Regions from separate parts of the Mus musculus genome. Here regions 2, 3 and 4 are each linked to region 1. Evidence: chromatin contacts called from public HiChIP or PLAC-seq data. All regions are on one chromosome and are shown on one strand. Each heading gives the region's core, a stretch centred on a gene start, on an enhancer-like site or on the middle of the called end of the contact. The rest is flanking DNA. Distances are from core to core; before and after follow the strand shown.

Region 1 (2,695 bases), core at 85-2,584:
AACCCTGTCTCGAAAAAACCAAAAAAAAAAAAAAAAAAAACTTTATTTTATGTTTTAAGACATACCCTAGCTAAGTTGTCCAGTGATGTTGCTGATAAAACACCACGACAGAAAGCAACTTAGAAAGGAAAGGGTTTGTTCCATCTTTCATCTCCCAGGCCACACTCCATCTAGGGGAAGTCAGGGCAGGAACCTGAGGCAGAGAAACTGAAGCAGAGGGCATGAGAACACTGCTTACTGGCTTGTTGCTCATGCTCAGCCAGCCTGCTTTCCTATACCATCCAGGACTACTGCGTAGGAGTTAGCGCCACCCACAGTGGCCTGTAATCTCCTACATCAATCATCAGTCAAATATTTTCTCGATTAAGACTCTTTCCCAGATGACCCCAGCTCATGTCAAGTTGATATAAAAACTTGTCAACACACTGGCCATGAGTTTGAGCATTTGAGGATCAGGAGTTTGGGTCATGCTCGGCTACTTAGGGAGTTTCAGGCTAGTCTGGACTACACTGAGATAGTGTTTCTAGGCTTCAGGGGTGGGGCTATTAAAAAAAAATCCTATCATCTGGGGGACTGGGATGCCTGGGTCATGAGTTTGAGGCCAGCCTGGGCTACATGGTATCTCAGTAAGGAAACATAGAAAGTAAACTGGGCATCTGGCTTCTCCATATCTGGGAGTACTGTGTGAGAGACATGATACAGATCACACCGGCTAATAGATACAGTGTGTCTGAACAGGAGAAAACGTGTTCCAGGGGCCTCCTCCAGCCTTCTTGTTAGAGGAGGACCCGGGAGGGCCCTGGAGCAGTTTCTCAGAGGCATTTGTTCACACCCATGGAAGGAGGGCAAGAATTCTGGCTGAATTCCTGGCTGTAGGACCCCACCTAGGCATCTGGCATCGGGACATGCTCCCTAGGGCTGTGCCTGTGACCCCCCTCTGGGGATGAGGCTCCAGGAAGCAGAACTTCTCAGAGTTGATGAGGGAGCACACTAACAGGATAGAGAACAGCCTTGTGCTAGCACAGGGAAGCCTGGGCGGGGCCCTGAGAAGTAGTCTGTCCCCAGTGAGCGAGGATCACAGTGCCTGAGAGAGAATCCCGGAGACCTGGACTTCACTCCATTCTCCCTGTGGGAAGTTCAGCCTGCGCTGTGGTATGGAAGGGTTAACTCGAGCCCCACCCCACCCCTGTCCTGCAGGCAACTAGGCTGCTGCTTTCTGGATAAAGCTTTGTCACGTGAGAGAGCCAGCTGTGGGGATTTCCCCAGCCGTGATGTGTGCATGCGTCTTAAGTGCATGCATGCACAACCGTTTACGTGGCAGTCTGTGAGCTCAGGGGACCTGTCTAAACACTTGCAGATCAGGGGTGGGCCAAGTCAGGAGAGGCCCAGGGCCTCTAGCAGACACTGTGGAGGAGGGGATTGACTGGGCCTGGATCCCACCAGTCTCTGTACAAGAGCACTTTGCACCTTCATAGACTACTGTCTCCTGTAACATCCACCATGCCACAAAGCTATATTGCTTATGGGTGCTTTGTTGTTATTGTTGTTGCTGTTGTTTTGAGCCCTTGGAAGGCTTTGCCATGCAGTCTTCTGGGATTTTCTGCTGGGCCTGAGGGTCCGTCTTTGTACTTTGGTGCCCAGGAAGGTGAAGGACTTTCCTCAGCCTCAGAAGGCCTGCACGTGGCTCAGGAGGGCAATTTTGGATTAGATCAGCGGTCTCAACCTTCCTTATGCTGTGACCCTTTAGTTCCTCATGATGTGGTGACCCCCCCCCCAGCCATAAAATTATTTTCATTGCTACTTCATAGCTGCAATTTTTCTACTGTTTACTGTTATGAACTGTAATATAAACTTCTGATATGTGACACACACCCCCAAAGGGGTCTCAACCCACAAGTTGATAATCCCTAGGCTAGATTAAGATTAGGGCCACAGGCATCAAATGAGCCTTGGTTCCCTTGAAACCAATGGAGTGAAGACCAAAGAAGGCTCCTGCCCCTTTCATCCACTGAGGTTAAACTGGACACTTGAGTGTTTCCAGTGTGATAGAATCGTAGTCAGGGTTAAGACAAAAGGAAATTCAAGACTAACTGGAGACACACAACACTTTGAGTGTGTATGCTAAGATTGGAACCCAGGGCCTTTATACATTCTAGACAAGTGTTCTAACACTAGGATATGTATCTAGCCTAGCTTAGCATGTTTTTATTCAACATCTATTATGTGCCAAATATTTGCTAAGATTATAATCCTAGCGGGTGTTCTGGAGGTGGTTAAAACAGTGAACAGTACAGGGCAAAGGTAGGTGAGATAGACCAACCTTTAAAAAATGCAAGCCGGGCGTGGTGGCGCACGCCTTTAATCCCAGCACTCGGGAGGCAGAGGCAGGCGGATTTCTGAGTTTGAGGCCAGCCTGGTCTACAAAGTGAGTTCCAGGACAGCCAGGGCTACACAGAGAAACCCTGTCTCAAAAAACAAAAAAACAAAACAAAACAAACAAACAAAAAAATGGATATTCTGCTGCTAGTCCTCCACCAAAGGTTTTTGTGACAACCCTTCTCCCTCCACCCAAAAAAAAAAAAGGTCTAGACAGGAAGCCATTGAAGAGAAGTCTTAAAAATTGTGTGGGGTGCTGAAATGTAGCTCTTCACAGTTGGGACCTTCTGGCAGGGGTAGGAGGAACCCAGTTTTCTTT
Region 2 (2,695 bases), core at 61-2,560, 510 kb before region 1:
CAAGAAAAAGAATCCCACCAATCCCTAAGCTTGCCACAATATCAGACAAAAAAAAAAAAAAAATTCCACCAATCCCAGGCCACCCTGGAAAGCCCAGCAGCCATGAAACCCTACATAAAAACCCTACCTTATGCTCAGTTGACAGCTGCTTCTAGTCCAAGCATTGCATCCACCCTCCTGGGTTTCCCCTCCCAATAAATCTCTTGGGTGAGGTTTGTTGTAAAGTGTGACAAGGTGGTATTGCTTGGTTCCCAATTGCCAGGATACCTTTCCTATCAAAGCTGTAACATTTTCATTGGTGAAGCCCTGCCCTGCCACTGTAACAGTTACAGTGATGGAGTGAACATTCCCTAGACCAGGCTCAGCCATTTCCAACATATTATTTCCTTTCTTTCTTTTTCTTTCTTTCTTTCTTTCTTTCTTTCTTTCTTTCATCCTGTTTCTCTTCTTCTTCTTCTTCTTCTTCTTCTTCTTCTTCTTCTTCTTCTTCTTCTTCTTCTTCTTCTTCTTCTTTTCTCCTCCTCCTCCTCCTCCTCCTCCTCCTCCTCCTCTTCTTCTTCTTCTTCTTGTATAGAATAGAGTTTATTCAGGCCATGGGAAGGGGAGTTAATAGAGTAGTAAAGGCAGAGAGAGAGGGAGAGAGAGAGAGGAGGAGGAGGGGGAGGAGGAGGGGGAGGAGGAGGAGGGAAGGAGGAGGGGGAGGAGGAGAAGGAGGGAGAGGCTGGTGGGAGCGGGGAGGGAATGGGGAGCCCAACTTTTTTTTTTTTTTTTTTTTTTTTTTGGCCAGGTGGGAAGGAAGGAACTGGAAAAGGGGAAGAGAAACTCAGGGAAGAAAAAGGATTAGACAGGACAGAGGCAAGGGGCTAGGAGAGAAGAGCATAGCCTATCACCCACCAGATTACTTCAGTCTGCCTCCTTGCGCTCACAGAGGAGACACCTGAAGGGTTGTTAGGCAGCCATTGTGCCCCTCACCCTTTGGATTCTGACTTGGCTTTCTGCTCACTGGGTTCCGAGCAGGCTTAACCGGTGCAGGGAAATAAATGAAATATTTCCGGCGTATAGATAGGAGTAGCATGGCAGCATGCAGAATTAATAACCGTCTTGACACTTATTAATACTGAAACTATTTGCTGAGGCAGAAGCACTCCAGCATCCACGACCCAGGGTCCCACCGCTCGGCTTCGCTCGCCGCTCGCCCATAGGCGGCGCCCGCCAGCCAATGGGCGCGGGGTTCCCGGTCTCCAGGATACAGGTGTAAACAGTGGCATCTTCGCGGGCTTCTTAGCCTGACCCGGCCGGGCCAAGGAGTAACGGCCGCAGCCCCGGGTGCGCTGGGAGTCGGCATGTCGCAAGACCCGGAGCGCGACGACGTCACTGCCTCTGCCACTGCCTCTGCCTCAGCCTCAGCCCCTGCCTCTGCCTCTGCCCACTACTCCGGATCCTCCCTGTCGGTGAGGTGCGGCATCGCGGCCGCAAGGGGCTGGAGGGGGAAACCCTGCCAGGACCCCTGCCCCTCGAATCCTCCAAGCAAACTCGCTCTGCTTCTCACTCCCCACCCCCACCCCCGCAACTCCTCCCCACCCCCGGCTCCGACCCTGTGCAGCCTCTTCAGTTGGACCCCTCGGTCGGTCTCCTGACCAAATGACCAACCGGCCCTCAGTTTCCCACCTCACCACATTGCTCTCCTGCTAAGGGACCCTCACTTGTGTGCCCGGTATTCCTCTCCCCCACCTTCTGTTTTTGCATCCTCTTCCTGCCTCGGTGGTACTCAACCCCAGAGCTCCTGCAAACCCATTCAGCCCTCCTCTTCATCAGCGTCCTCTTAGGCGATTCCCTCCCTTCTAACTCCTTCCTTCTCACTCCGGATTCCTGTGCGCAGTTGCTGGGCCTTAGACATCTGGAAGAGCTAACTTTTCTGTCCCTCCACGTTCTGAAGGATGGCTTACAGTTCAGGGTCCCCTGTCACTGCTGTTCTGTGTCATGGGAGGAGATGGGGGACAGACTCGGAAAACATGTGCCCTTCACTCTCTTTCCTCCACTTTCAAACATATCTTTAATATTTAAATAAAATGGAATTTTCCTTATCTCAGACTTTCCTTCCACCATATACCTACCACACAATCCTCTCCTAAAATGGACCTCTCACGTTCTAACTCCTTTGCCCTCGTGTCTTCCTTGTCCTTATGTGGATTTTTAGGTCTAAAACAGAGCCGTGCATTCTTCATGTGTGTAAACTATAAGCAAGTCACGTACGTGGCTTACAACTATAGAGTGTGCTGTCTTACTCAAAGCGGTTTTAAATTTGTTTAGTTGATTTTTTTAAGTGATTTTGAGTTTAGTTTTTCAAAAAACAGTCAAGAGAAAAGAACCCTGGATACACTGTTTTCTACAATTTCCTTTCAACCTAGTGAGCCATGTCACAGGCCAGAGACCTATTGATCTTTGCATTTCTTTTATATATATAGAGAGATTTATTTATTTATTATTATGTATATGTGTATATGCGTATATACGTACACTGTTGCTGTCTTCAGACACAACAGAAGAGGGCATCAGATCTCATTACCGATGGTTGTGAGCCACCATTTGGCTGCTGGGAATTGAACTCAGAACCTCTGGAAGAGCAGTCAGTGCTCTTAACTGCTGAGTCATCTCTCCAGCCTTTGCATTGTTCTAGACCATCGGCTCACACTGG
Region 3 (2,695 bases), core at 93-2,592, 350 kb after region 1:
GACAGGCATTGAGAGAATTCACCTGCCCGAGCACAGTAGGGAAGTTTACTCCCGTACAGAGTGTAACAGGCCAGAGCAACCACAGAACAACACTCTGTTTTATCCAAGCGTGTTTATTGTGGTGTTTACTGTGTGTATGCATGCATGTGTCTGTATTTGTGTGTGTGTATGTGTCTGTCTGTCTGTCTCTCTCTCTCTTTCTCCCTCTCCCTTCTCCCTTCCTTCCCTCCCCCCCCCACTTCCTGTGTCCCCATCCCCCCCCCCCCCCCCCCCCCCCCCCCCGTGTCACGAGGCATTGAACCAAGAGCCCGAGGCATGGTAGCGATGCAATAGAACCAAGAGCCCGAGGCATGGTAGGGAAGCACTTTTACTACTGAACGCTACACCTTCTCTATCCCAGCCTTTACCATGGTGAATGCTTAACAAACTGCATAACGAAGCTCCCACCGGTGCCCGAGACACAGCCACAGATGTCATTAGATTGAACTAAGTAAGCTCCAGCCCCAGTGTGCTTGCTTCTCGGCGTATGCCATGCCAGGTTACCGTCCCCTCGTCTGTGGGTTTCTCCCCTGACACAGAACATATCCATTTCCAGCAGAAGTGTGTGTTATCTCACCCCTGCAGAGGCAGAGGCAAGACATCGGCTTGGTCTCTCTGAGGTCGTTCTTGGTACATTTTAAGGTTGAGGTCAGCCGAGACTGTATGAAACTGTGTCTTTAAGACAAACAAAAAGGTACCATAAAACAAACAGGACTCCCTCCCCACCAGTACTGGTGTGCAGGGCATGGGGGTGTGGCTTGTTCAGTGATAGAGTGTGACTGTTCTTAAGGTGCATGGGGCCTGAGGTTCCATTCTAGACTGCAGCAAACAGCACGACACCTAAATATCAATCCAAAGACCGTCATTTCCGTGAGCGAGGCAGAGCCTGGCATAGGTGTTTCTTAAAAGCTACCTCGGAAATTCCATTGCGTGGTCATAACTGAAAACCACTGATCTAACATTTCTTCCTGATCCGAGATGGATGGGAGAAACTGGAGCTGCCGGAACTCCCTGGAGGCTGGGGAGTGGAATGTCTCCAGACAATGCCCTCACCTGCTGCTGCTGCTTTAGCTGGAAGCAGGGCTGAACAGGCTCACTGAGCTGGAGTTCCCAGAGTACGCGTGGGTTTCTGAACGGTTCAATCTAGCAGCTGACTTCAAGTACGAGAGACCTGGGCCCTCCCCAACACTGCTGTTTGAGCTTTGAATCCAGGTGTACTGGAGTTTTAAACCACAGTTCCAGTCAGGTAGAAGGAAAGGGGGCCAGTGCGGGGGTGGGGGTGGAGGGTCACTGGGTCAGGGCACTCCCTGCCAAGTCAAATAGTCTGATGTAAGCCCTGGGCCTACGTGGTGGAAGGAAAGAAGTGACTCCTGAAAGTCGTCCTCTGATTTTCACACACATACCCTCTCCAGCCAGACATAATAAAATGTGTGTGCATGTTTTAAAACAACAACAACAAATACATGAATAGAATCAAGTCTCCCAATTACTACGAATCTTAACAAAAATTATAGTGTGTTAGTAGTTGAATCCGTAAGCAGGTAAGCTTAGGGAATAATTTAGCAACCTGGAACTCCACTTGGTTTGTGCTGTATGTACACTTGTAACAATGTTCATTCTGAAACAAAACAAAACAAAACAACCATGGGACAACTTCCCTATCAAGGCATGGGAATGAAGGGGCTGATCTGACTTCTCTGGGCTGCATGCTCAGTAAGGTAGACTTTCCTCGGAAGGAGCTTTTAGTTAAAAACCTCTATAACCTTATACCTATGCGTAATTGGATGAACAGATGTAGCATGGGAAGGAACATTTGCAGTAGAAAAAGAGTCATATAACCCAAACCTGTCAATCAAAATAGAACCTTTCCAGTTATCCCCCTTAGCAACAAGCCCCTTCTCCTCTTAAACCCATAACTAGAGCCCTTCAGTACTGTTTTCAAGTTTTGTTTTTTTAAATTAATAATTACTGTTACCGTGTGTATTGTGATGCACATGGGTTGGAGTTCAGGGAGTGTCGGCCAGAGACGACTTTCGTGAGCTTGTTTTACCCTTTGACCTTTACGTAGGTTCAGGGGATCGAATTCACACTGCAGGGCTTGATTAACTAGCAGTTTTATCTTCTGACTCACCTCAGTGGCCCAGCCTGGAGCAGTCATCCGCCCATCATCCCTCCTGACAGCATACCTGATCCGTCTGAGTAAAGTTTCCTTGTTACTTTGCAAGCAGTGTGAACCTTTATCTTAATTCCTTGATTATGTTACCCAGAGGCTAGAAATGTCCAGTCTGGACACCGAGTTCCAGTAACAGAATGGAAATTCTGTGCAGCCAGGTTGCAGACGGTCTTCCTTGGACTTGGCGTCAGAGTTCTAAAATAGTTCTTTCAGACGCTGTCGGGAGAAATCAAAATATGTCTCTCAACCCTATGTGGTCCACCCACCTCTGAGCACTGTAGCTCTCACTCCCTGGGATGCTTAGCAAGCATCTTCCATTTTGCAATCAGAGTTAGTGAAAACCCTCGCTGTCCGGGAACACTCTGAGCCTCTGTGGTAGCATCGGCAAGGCTAGGAGATGCAGCCTTTACTGCTCCCTGGAGCAGCCTGAAGAGCTTCTGCATAGACCTCTACTCAGGTGACGCTGGGATGCGTGACCATGCC
Region 4 (2,695 bases), core at 137-2,636, 310 kb before region 1:
CACCCAGCGACACTTGTTTTAGTCTGAACCAAATATATACATACAGAAAATTCAAAGACACACAATCTGAAACAGCTCCATTGGTTGGGTGGGCCTTTCGGAATAGCTGCAATGTTTAATATGAGACTTGACCTCTCTGCTACATAGATCTGAGCTCCCCGGCTTCTTTAGCATTTAGCCCAGCCTCTGCCAGGCCTCGGAAGCCAGTTACATAACTGTTGGCTGGGGATCTTGGAGCTTTGCCTAAAAAGTGAGCCCAGAAAATGGAAAATGGGAATGGGGACCTTTGTAGATGACGTGTGATGGGTTATGTTACGAAGGCTGCTGTCAGCTCCTCCTCCTCTCTTCACTCTGCATTCTCCAGTCACAGAGGTGACTCTTGCAACTGAAAACACTCAAAGTTCACTTCCTCAGAGGAGGTGACATGGTTACCTTCAGTTACCATGGTGCAGATGCCAATCACCTTCCCACTGGCTTACAAAGCTTGACTGGTCGTAGCTATGGCCTGTGTCCACAGGTACAGGCCAGAAGTACAACTATGACACCACACTAGACCCAGACAGGACAAGAGGGGCAGTGGGCAAGGAAGGGAGAAAAGAGAGGACACAGAACTCCTGATGCTGAGGAAGCATGGCTTCCACACACCATCCTGCACTTAGGAAATGGCATAAAAGACTGGGCACAGTTGGTTTTTATTTAAGCACTTTCCACTGTCTAAAAACATTTGTATGTAACCTGTAAGATGAAAAATCATTTCAACTGTAAAATTTTCAATTAAAGTTTTTTTTTCTTTTTTAATGTATGTTTAATCATGTGAGAAAGTTAGTTTAAAAAAAGGATCCGGGTTACATAGGTCTGATTGCAACACTGTTTGTCACAAATGGAAGAGGTGATTGGTGGTAGTTTAGACCTGGCTTCCAGCAATGGATCACTGAGATCTCTAAAGGCAGAGTTTTAAAAGCTACCACTTCAATCTGGACACACCAGACAAAGCACTTTTGTTTTCTCTAAGTTCCTTGAAAGCTAAACACATAGACAACAAATTAGAAGCTTCTTTGCAATTAATGTATGACTGGAAGCCAAGTATAGAGATGAAGATGTCTTGATTATCATTAATGATTAATCAGGCCTAGGAAATGTTCCCTCGTTACTAGACTTTACAAAGTCATCATCTAAAAATCTTCATAGAATCGTACACCCAGAAGAAATGGGAGGAAAGTCTAAGTGTGCTACCTCCTCCAGAAAACACACACACACACACACACACACACACACACACACACACAAAAGATACCAGCCATGAGCCATGTCTTCAGCTGGAGAGCAGTGGATGTGAGCTTCTTTGTTTCACTCGAGAGCGAAAAGGGATCAGGATGAGCTCAACAGCACACAATGCTCTGAGATTAGAAAATGACATCAGTAGCTCCCTTCGACCAAGCTGCACCCAGGCCAAGCAAGGCAGCCGCCAGCGTCTACTGAGTGGAGGGGGTTTTATCATATGATTTTTCATCAATTTGAAACAAATAATCTATCCCAGGGAGAAAAGAAGGAAATAAAAGCACACACACACACATGGCCACATAGACACTTTAAACATCTCCCAAAGGAGGAAGGTACATATTGGAAGGTACTTACCTGCAAGGTAAAAGTTACATTTGTCAGTAATGAGAGGGAGGGGGGAGGGGGAAGGGGAGGGAGAGGGAGAGACAGAGACAGACAGACAAACAGACAGACAGACAGACACGTAGATAGCTAGGATCAATGATAAACATAGAAGGTCAGAAGACTGGGAAGGTGAAAAGTTTAAAATATAACTAGAACCAAAAGCTGCAAAGTGTCTCAGGCAGGACAACCTCATTTTTAAGATTTTAAATTAAAAAGAAAATTCCCCAAAATAGATTAAGAAATAGCTTTATTGTTTGACAATCCCATGATTGAAAAGGCATATTTCTGATCCCAAATAGACAAGAAGCATAATGTGAAGCAAAATTCTCTTTGAAAACTTAGCTTGTGAACTTATTACACTGAAAAGAATCACATTTTTAAGCTGCAGCCAACATTTGAAACTGGTAAGACTCTACTCCAAGCTCTGTAGCAGAAATTTTAAAGCGTTATTAAAACCATGTCAGCCGAAGAACAGTTCGGCAGAGACATCAACTGTTGCCTCTGACTGAAGAGAAACATGAAAATCACCACCCCGCATCCTACACAATCACCACGCAGAGAGGACCAGAAGGCTCTCGGAGAGCTGATGCTCTCGTCTTCCACTGCAGTTCTAGATGTTTCATTCTGCAATGTTTCTAGCTATTAATATGGCCGAATTTGGCTTCTTAGAAGAGTCTTTGTCATTTAATAAGCACAGTGTAGAATGGGGGAAAGTATGAGGGTAGGAGGGACCTGGAAGAGTACAAAAGACAATCACTTCTGAGACTTGCTGATGCTCGAGAGATCAGAGAGCCCCCATGGGCCTCACGTGCCTGAGAAAACACTGGAGAGGTAGCTCTGGTTCTGCCCCCTGCTTAGGTACAACTTGCCATGTCCTGTCAGGTGAGATGCTTCCAAGATTCTCAGCATCCTAAAAACACTCCAAATGTCCTCCTCACACACAGGAAAGGTAAGAAAGAGCTTACTATGACTCCACCTAAAACAGCTAATTCAGCGACCCACAGCCTGAGCCTCAACAGGGTTAGGGGGG

Evidence for each region. HiChIP or PLAC-seq counts read pairs in DNA pulled down with a chosen protein or histone mark.
Region 2: an H3K4me3 HiChIP or PLAC-seq map of embryonic basal ganglia shows a contact between it and region 1, with 4 times the contacts expected there. The contact joins the promoter of Cfap43 here to the enhancer-like site in region 1. A contact is called at or near these places in 1 of 39 promoter capture datasets (embryonic stem cells), 2 of 484 Hi-C or Micro-C datasets (embryonic stem cells and myeloid progenitors), 3 of 115 datasets of contacts at active chromatin or transcription factors (astrocytes, embryonic basal ganglia and neural tube) and 1 of 9 other capture datasets (liver).
Region 3: an H3K27ac HiChIP or PLAC-seq map of extraembryonic endoderm stem cells shows a contact between it and region 1. The contact joins two enhancer-like sites. A contact is called at or near these places in 2 of 115 datasets of contacts at active chromatin or transcription factors (extraembryonic endoderm stem cells and pancreatic cancer cells).
Region 4: an H3K27ac HiChIP or PLAC-seq map of extraembryonic endoderm stem cells shows a contact between it and region 1. The contact joins two enhancer-like sites. A contact is called at or near these places in 2 of 484 Hi-C or Micro-C datasets (embryonic stem cells and trophoblast stem cells), 4 of 115 datasets of contacts at active chromatin or transcription factors (extraembryonic endoderm stem cells, large pre-B cells, pancreatic cancer cells and 1 more) and 2 of 9 other capture datasets (adipose tissue and liver).

The regions. Positions count from the first base shown.
Region 1 is chr19:47,329,445-47,332,139 of GRCm38.p6, reverse strand. All of the region lies in intron 6 of Sh3pxd2a (SH3 and PX domains 2A), which reads left to right. Among named protein-coding and RNA genes, the nearest start is that of Gm29834, 44 kb to the right of the region's middle. Within about 2 kb of position 1,334, at least 223 of the 459 cell types and tissues checked have an H3K27ac peak or open chromatin away from gene starts, as enhancers often do. A contact at or near this core is called in embryonic basal ganglia, embryonic stem cells, extraembryonic endoderm stem cells and 2 more, where this site is marked.
Region 2 is chr19:47,835,976-47,838,670 of GRCm38.p6, reverse strand. It overlaps Cfap43 (cilia and flagella associated protein 43), which reads left to right and starts at 1,310. Exons shown (of 38, transcript NM_027559.2): 1 at 1,310-1,456. The coding sequence starts at 1,344.
Region 3 is chr19:46,982,053-46,984,747 of GRCm38.p6, reverse strand. It overlaps a transcript of Nt5c2 not described here. Among named protein-coding and RNA genes, the nearest start is that of Nt5c2, 21 kb to the right of the region's middle. Within about 2 kb of position 1,342, at least 110 of the 459 cell types and tissues checked have an H3K27ac peak or open chromatin away from gene starts, as enhancers often do. A contact at or near this core is called in extraembryonic endoderm stem cells and pancreatic cancer cells, where this site is marked.
Region 4 is chr19:47,644,447-47,647,141 of GRCm38.p6, reverse strand. Slk (STE20-like kinase) reads right to left here. Exons shown (of 18, transcript NM_001164639.1): 18 at 1,896-2,695. It overlaps Col17a1 (collagen, type XVII, alpha 1), which reads left to right. Exons shown (of 54, transcript NM_001290825.1): 54 at 1-801. Among named protein-coding and RNA genes, the nearest start is that of Gm16068, 39 kb to the right of the region's middle. Within about 2 kb of position 1,386, at least 45 of the 459 cell types and tissues checked have an H3K27ac peak or open chromatin away from gene starts, as enhancers often do. A contact at or near this core is called in extraembryonic endoderm stem cells and liver, where this site is marked.